Linked DNA regions of Arabidopsis thaliana: region 2 is linked to region 1. A link is a contact called in public capture Hi-C data. All regions are on one chromosome and are shown on one strand. The core of a region is the stretch at or near the end of the contact, and the rest is flanking DNA. Distances in the headings are between cores, read along the strand shown.

What was found. Capture Hi-C pulls out chosen DNA fragments and counts their contacts.
Region 2: a capture Hi-C map of root shows a contact between it and region 1, with 4 times the contacts expected there. A contact is called at or near these places in 1 of 26 Hi-C or Micro-C datasets (callus) and 1 of 3 other capture datasets (root).

Annotation. Positions count from the first base shown.
Region 1 is chr3:18,725,212-18,729,485 of TAIR10.1, reverse strand. HR2 (homolog of RPW8 2) reads right to left here and starts at 1,820. Exons shown (of 2, transcript NM_114906.2): 1 at 1,351-1,820; 2 at 676-1,158. The coding sequence starts at 1,646. The coding sequence ends at 837. It overlaps HR3 (homolog of RPW8 3), which reads right to left and starts at 551. Exons shown (of 2, transcript NM_114907.3): 1 at 45-551. The coding sequence starts at 340.
Region 2 is chr3:18,851,009-18,855,282 of TAIR10.1, reverse strand. AT3G50730 (Protein kinase superfamily protein) reads left to right here and starts at 2,146. Exons shown (of 6, transcript NM_114933.2): 1 at 2,146-2,306; 2 at 2,407-2,542; 3 at 2,678-2,870; 4 at 2,957-3,081; 5 at 3,152-3,310; 6 at 3,409-3,750. The coding sequence starts at 2,146. The coding sequence ends at 3,750. UGT72E1 (UDP-glucosyl transferase 72E1) reads left to right here. Exons shown (of 1, transcript NM_114934.2): 1 at 1-240.

The DNA.
Region 1 (4,274 bases), core at 571-3,070:
TATGAACCAAAAGAATTCATGCATTTCATGGATTGTATACAAACCTGAACTTCTTGAGTAAGTTTCTGCGTCTGAGTTCCGCATAAGCCTCAACAAGAGAAACAGCCTTTTCAAGGAGATGCTTAAGATCTTCGATGACTTTCCTCGGTGAATCTTCCACTTCTTCGCTAAGCTTATCGACTTGAGTCACCAACGGAGTGATCCTAAAGATTGTAGCATCAAGACGGTCCAAGATGCATCTTGTAGTTAGAGATCTATCTTTTGCTTTTTTGATGGCATCGTGAAGGACTTGGAGAGCAAGTCCAAGAGCTGCCCCTGCCATAATCTCACTAACCGGCATTTTTCTTTGGGTCAAGAGATTAGCTCTTTAGCTCTCAACGTGATTGTATGGAGCAATCTATATACATGAAACCATTGAAGAATCTTTTGTTTAACAAAACGTTTTGTTTTTGATGAACTATATGAAGACAAGAGACGTTGACTTAAAGACTTAGAATTAGTCGACTCTCTTTCTTTCTAGGTGAAAGGAGATAATTGGATCTATATGCAAGTTGTTGTGATTTTTAAATTACGAAGAAGGGAGAATCAATCTCAATGATTGACTTTAACAGTAGGATTAAATGTTGACTTGTACATTTGCATTAAAAAAATCCAAAAATCTTAATTTACATATTAGTTGGAACCAATCTTCTTTTTTGTTTATACAAGCAGGCGTTATATGTATGATAAGTTGATAACACAATATTCGTAAGTATAATTTTTTTTTTTTTTTTACATTTGATTATTTTCTTTCTCAATTTTGCTGGTCTATGACACATACCACATCAAAAAAAAAACTAATTCAAAACGAAGCGAATTCCGTGATCTTTGCTTTGCTTGCTCCATCGAAGGTGGATATCGATCTTCGGCTTAGAATCGCTATTTGAGCATCCAGCTTTTGCTTCCAATGATGGATCAACTCTTTCGACTATGTCCATATTAGTATTATCTTCAGATATAATACAATCTATTGGTTGACCCATGATTTTTTCAAGTTTAGTGTTCATTTCAGACATCTTGGCCATAAGATCTTTGATATCTGCCCATTGATTGACTTTAACGTCAACATCTACCATCCATTTCAATGAACCTTCTAACTCTTTGATTCTTCTCTTGTACCTAAAACAACAGTACACTTTAGTATGTAATTAAATACATACATGAAACAAAAAAAAATGATAGGTTTTTGTTTAATTGGTGTCTATATAATGTTGGGAGATCAAGTAATATGTAGAAGTATTCATGTATCTAAGATTAAAAAAAAAATCATTATTTCATGTATATATATACGAGACCAAAAGATTCACAAACCTATATTTTCCAAGTAAGTTTCTGCGTTTGAGCTCCGCATAAGCTTCGACAAGAACCACGGCTTTCTCGAGAAGATGTTTAAGATCTTCGAAGACTTTCCTCAGAGATTCATCGGATTCTTTGTTGAGCTTTTCGACCTTAGCCATCAGTGGAGTGATCCTCAAGATTGTAGAATCGAGACGGTCCAAGATACAACTTGTGGTTAAGGATCTATCTTTTGCTCTTTGGATGGCCTCGTGAAGGATTTGGAGAGCAAGTCCAAGAGCAGCCCCTGCGATAATCTCGGTAAGAGGCATTTTGTATAGTTTTTTTTTAAGGATTACTTAAATTACAAAGAGATTTATTGCAATTAGCTTTAGCTCTCGATCGCACGAGGTTAGTATATGAATGAATCAATATTGAATTGGTCTTTTGACAAAAACACTTATTTGGATTGATTTTTTCCAACTTGTTGTGATTATGGAATTAAAGAAAAAGGAGTAGAGAAATAGTCTCAATGTGGATTAATTTTTTCTGTTAAATATTAATATTTTGATCAACTTGTTGTGACTATGAAATTAAAGAAGAGAAGAGCGAGCAGTGAAGCATTCTCAATGAAAATTAATTTGTTTGTTTCAAGTTATATATGAAACTAAAGAAAAAAAGGGAAGATAATCATATTCTAAATGATCGAATTTGTACATACGTTGGATTAATCACTGACGTGTACTGAAATCTCCTAACGTTTCTGTCCATTCTCGTTTTTCTAATTTATATTGGTAGAAATATTGTATATTCTATATTGACATTATCGTGAAATATTATGATGACTATCATATGGAAACTCTTTTAGCTAAATTTAGATTAAATATAGAAAAAGTTTTTCTTTCATATTGATCCTACTAATTATAGTGAAATGTTTCGCTTACCTCTTTGTTAAGTTTGGTTTACAGCTAGTAGTTGTTAAAGCAAGTGAATATTTTATGTTTCCGCATTTGATTGTGCGTTTGTGACCCATAAGAAGGATTTACAAGAAGTCTGGTTAGATAAAAATCTTCTATAATAAGAGAAAGTTTTTTCTAACTTTGCCTACCAATGCGATATTTGACACTCTACTTTGATGATACGTGTACTTATCATTAATTATAATTTGACTAAAATAATTTATTAATAGATATATCTTATATTTAGAAAAATAGTCATTAAACTATGAAATTACTACATATTAAACTACAATTTTAAAATGAATTTTTTTCTACCATAATTGCAACTCCCTTAACTAATTACAAAATCAAATCTTTAAAATTTTGACATGATATTATGTTTTAGAGTACAAAGTTATCACTATTTATATGTTTTTGATAATAAAAAATTATTATATTTACTATTATAGATTACCATTAATGCATACTCTTAACATTTTCTTAGCTGCTTAACCGTAATAAGGTATTAAACACTATTTAGGAGTACTTTGATCCAAAAATTTATGACCCTTTATATCTCATAAGTTACAATATTTTGATCACCACATTAAAGTACAATTTATGACTTAATATATAACTAAAAATGGCTTAAGAATGCAACTATATAACAAGCATGGCTTGAGAAGAAGCAATTGGCAACTCAAGTGTCTCAAATGCTCAGCTCCAAATACAATATCCGTTTTTCATTTTTTTTTGCATATTTTAGTTGTACATCGATATATCTTTCTAGAGTTTGGATGTGTTTCTTACAAGTTCAGTAAACATCTAAGCTCTACACTAACTTATATTTGTATATAGTATATTCTTTGAAAATTCAAATTCTCAATTTCACAACAATTATGGGATATACTAGCTAAATAAATATTTGGTAAATACATGCAAAGTTTTCTCTGGTGTTGTTAAAGTCCATTGAGATGCATAATTATTCTTGCTAGAATAATCAAATCCGAAAGTACCTACTCATTATCCGTGATTGTGTATCTCCATTTGTTTTTTCTGTCTAGGCAAAGAAGACAAAGAAGAAGGTTGAAGAAGTTCATGAAATAGAGGAAAATTCTTAGACTATGAATATTAAAGATTACTATATAGAAAAGAGTATTTACTTGTTTTTTTGGTCTACTTCCTTTATTTATTTAAGTTTGACAATGTTAATTGAAACCTTATTTTCATGAAATAGAGGGAAATTCTTAGACTATGATTACTAAAGATTACTATATAGAAAAAAGTATTTATTTGTCATCTTAGTTTACTTCCTTTTTTTTTTTTTAAGTTTGACAATGTTAAATGAAACCTTATTTAGATATTCACTAAACAAAATTAAGTTGTTTCCTCACAGTACCAAGACAACCAAGGTGTTCTGAACCAACTATAAAACGATTAATTTATTTAAAATGTAGTTAAACATTTTAATGTTTATTTAGTCATAAATATTTTATATATATATTATTAAATTATTTTATAACATTTTTTAACTTTGCCTACCAATGCGACATTTGGTACACTACTTTAATGACACGTGTACTTATCATTAATTGTAATTTGACTAAAATAATTTTTTAATAGATATATCATATATTTAGAAAAATAGTCATTAAACTATGAAATTACTACATATTAAACTACAATTTTGAAATGAATTTTTTCTAGCATAATTGCAACTCCCTTAACTAATTACAAAATCAAATTTTTAAATTTTTGACATGATATTATGTTTTATACTACAAAGTAATAGTTCACTACTATAAATAATTCTCCAATTTTACAAGAATTTTTCCATCTTTAGTTTTTTTTATACCATAATTTTATAAATTTTACCATGTTCTAATTTTAAATCAGAAAATCCTCTAAAAGTTTAACTATTAGTTACATTTCTTTGTTCTCCTTATTTTAACTTCTCGAATCATATTAACATAGTTTTTGTAACATCAGTTTTTTCTCTTTAGCTTTTTTTACACAAGAAGT
Region 2 (4,274 bases), core at 897-3,396, 130 kb before region 1:
GTATTATATAGTTTCCGAGTCTTGGTTGCCACATGGTATCACGTGGTTTTGTTTTGGTCAATGCTAGTCCCTATCAGTAATGTATTTTACAATGTAAAATAAATAATTAGTGTTTAATTTGTATAATAAGTAGCTCCTTTTTTAATTGCTAAGTCTTCGGTTATTTAACGGTAACAAATATGGTTGTATATGATTAATATTTAATACTTGACGTCAATATGAAACGGTGAATTAAAATCATGATTCATGAGTATAGGAATCTGATGATATACAAAATCATTATGATGATGATAATCGCATTAGTTATATTCTCACCAAAAAAATTGCATTAGTTATATATGAAGATTTTTTTAATTAGCTAATCATTACTAATCTCCTTAGGAAATTCAAATTGTATATATGATTCTCTCTTATTGACTTGGTTTGGAACACGCAGCTAAAGTGATCTTCGACTATAACTTTTTAATTCAATCATTTTTTTTTTCAATTCTTTTTCCACTATTTGTTATTCCAGTTCTTCTCATTTTTTCAGAGTATTTCTATATATGTGTAAACCGTCCTTTTTTTGGGGGGGTCAAACTCTAACTGTTGTAAACCGTCGTTTTTCTGTTGAAACATTACAAAAAAAAAAAAAAAAAAAACTCGTTACAATCTTCGTAAAAATTATAAGAATTTAAAACGTAACAAAGGAAATAAGGAACAGGACCAGCCTTAAATTGTAAAACATATTTTCACAGCTTTTGTATATTGTAAAACACTAGTCTCCTTTTTACTGAACAACTAATGCTTTGAAAAACTAGTTTTTGTGGGTGAAAGTAATATACAATACTGATGGGTTTCTAAATCTTGACCCAAACTAACCCATATTAAGTTATTAACTATTAAGTCTTGTTTCCGTTACAACGATCGAATAGTATTTAAAATTAGGAGGAAAGAAGTCTAAATGTATTTTTCGTTTGAGTTCTTATTTCTTAAGGTAGAAAATTTTAGTACTCATCTTTATAATTTTGAAGTCCTCTCTTCTTCAATACGCAGGGTTGTGTCTCTTCCCTAAAATCACAATTCTTTCATATATACACAATACACATATCCAACTTGTATTAGCATGACTGCATGAGCTCTTCTATATCCTAGACGTACATTGTGGGATTTAGATATGCACTCCACCAAGTCTATGGCATAAATTGGATATGTGATACAACATAGACGTGAAAGTTTGAAAACATTTCGCCATGATATCGCAATTGAGATGTCTTACTTGGTTGCGAAACAAAGCAAGATTACTATGGACTATGATGCTTGAATGATTATTTTATCCAATCTTTAATAATAAAAATAGAAGAAAATTCACTACATACATTATAAAGTATTAGGTAGGGGCTAGACTTACAAGATGTATCGGCACATAATTTCTTAGCTAACTAAAGAAAACAAAAACTATTAGTGAATCTATTATTTTTAATACTTATGATCATAGAACACTTTAAAAAAATAAATATTTATCGCCTTCATTCTAACTGTGTCACCTTCTATTTTATCATTAAAATTATTGGCGATACAAATAAATACATTAATATATATATATATATATTTTATAAAATAAAAAAATAGAAATTGAAAAATAATGTAGTTTTTCCAATTTTACCATTTTTTCTCGTGGTATACATTTGTGCACGTCATGCATAAAGTTTTTTTTCTTCTAAAAGAGTTGCATATTTACATATCGGGTCCACAATGTATATGTATAGTCAGTATAGAGTAACGGTTATATGAAAAATTAAAAAGAAAGGTGTTAAACATATTTATGAAAAAATTTACTTAAAGATAAGATTACAAGAAAATCATGACATATGGTGGTGAATAAATTATAAAAAAAAAAGTTACTTAAAGAGATAAGGTTAGTAACAAAACCATGTCATGCAATTCATGCTAATTGGGTAAACAATACTTTCCCTTCTTTTACCATTAATTGTCAATTAATATACATGAAACAAAATTCAGTTTTTCCTCTCCCACATAACCATCCAGTTTTAGACTACATACAGAATTACAGAATTACCACCCACATTTGTAGTACTATAAATAGGTACAACTCTTCCTCTTTCACTCATCATCCTTAGTCCTCACTCACTTCCATTCTTCAAAATGATATCTCGAATGATTTTCAGAAACTATCCTTCTCACAATGAGTCCGACGACGAGCCATTCCATTTCAGTATCAGCAGAGAATTGCTTCTCGACCGAAACGATGTCGTAGTGGGAGAGATGATTGGAGAAGGAGCTTACTCCATCGTCTACAAAGGATTGTGTGTTTCATCTCTCGCTATATTATATTGATGAATTCAAATGCGTTTAATCAGTTTAATCATCACTAAGTTTTCATATGTTCTCTATCATGATTTATAGGCTAAGAAACCAATTTCCCGTGGCGGTGAAGATCATGGATCCGAGTACAACTTCCGCTGTAACCAAAGCGCACAAAAAAACGTTTCAAAAGGAAGTTCTGTTACTATCCAAGATGAAACATGACAACATTGTGAAGGTGAAAATTGAGAAATATATATTTATATTGGTGGTTTCAATATTAATGTTATAATAATGACATATTAAACATGTTTTTTTTTTTTGAAAAGTAAAGTAAAATAAATAAACATGATTATTGATGATGTATATATAGTTTGTTGGAGCTTGCATAGAACCACAATTGATTATAGTTACCGAACTCGTTGAAGGCGGCACTCTACAGAGGTTCATGCACTCTCGTCCGGGTCCTCTTGACCTAAAGATGTCACTAAGCTTTGCTTTGGATATTTCACGAGCCATGGAGTTTGTGCACTCAAATGGCATCATTCACCGTGATTTAAATCCAAGTAAACAATAAACATGCGCCAATTTTTACTCAGTATTTCTTGTAAACAGAGAAACAAAATTTGATAATTTGGTGTGTTTTGTGTAGGGAATTTGTTGGTAACCGGTGATCTGAAACATGTGAAATTGGCTGACTTTGGAATTGCAAGAGAAGAAACTAGAGGTGGCATGACCTGTGAGGCTGGCACCTCTAAATGGATGGCTCCTGAGGTAGTGATCATTTTGAGCTTAGTTTTCTATTTCGAAACATATAAACTAAATATTTTCTGTTCCGTAACCACAGGTGTATAGCCCTGAGCCGCTGAGAGTTGGGGAGAAGAAGGAATATGACCATAAGGCTGATATTTACAGCTTTGCCATAGTATTATGGCAGCTGGTTACGAACGAAGAACCATTCCCTGACGTGCCTAATAGCCTCTTTGTTCCCTATCTTGTTAGCCAAGTAAAGTCAAACATCAACTTTTTTTTGATAAAAACACATCATCCTTTTTAACTTAAAAGGAATAAGGTTTTAAAATGTTGGATATCTTTTTATTACAGGGTCGGAGACCAATACTTACGAAGACTCCCGACGTGTTTGTCCCAATCGTTGAATCATGTTGGGCACAAGACCCGGATGCGCGTCCGGAATTTAAAGAGATTTCGGTTATGCTGACAAACTTGCTAAGAAGAATGAGCTCAGACAGTAGCATTGGCACAACACTACCGGATGGGGAAGCTTATGAAGGTGAGATGGAGGAATCAGAGAACTCTCCTCTTCTTCAAGAGCATTTTTGCAAGGTGAAGAAACCTAAGGAGAAGAAGAAGAAGAAGAAACTGGTGAAGATGAGATTTCCTTTCTTTAAGAAGTTCAAGGTTTGGTTGTACAACTACAAGCCATGATTATTTTTTGTGTCTTTCCATAAAAATAAAAAATGGAAAGTTGGTGGATTTAAGGAAAGACAAGACTGAAGATTCTGTTAGTGTTTGTTCTTTCTTTCTTCTTTGTGTTTTCTTGTTATTTTTTCTGTTTTTTTTTTTGTGAGGAAATTTTTCCTAAAGCAATGAATTCTCGTTCTTCTTTTCATGGACATTTCAACTATTTTTGTTTATACAGAAAATATATCCTTGTTGTAACTATATAGAGTATGTACTGACTAAATCTCAAGTTGGTTTTGGTAAATGTAACATTTTCTATTAGAAATGATAATCATAGTTGAAATGTAACGTTTTCTGAATGTGCACCCTCCTTTAACATTCTCTAACATTTTCTAGTTGAAATGTCTAACATTTAAAGGAGGGTGCACATTGTGTAGGTATATACAGATATGTCTATTCGAAAACCCTACATTTATGATAATTATAGTGATATTTGTTGAAACCAAATTTTAGTTCTACTTTTTGGTTTTTGCCGATGTTAAATTTGA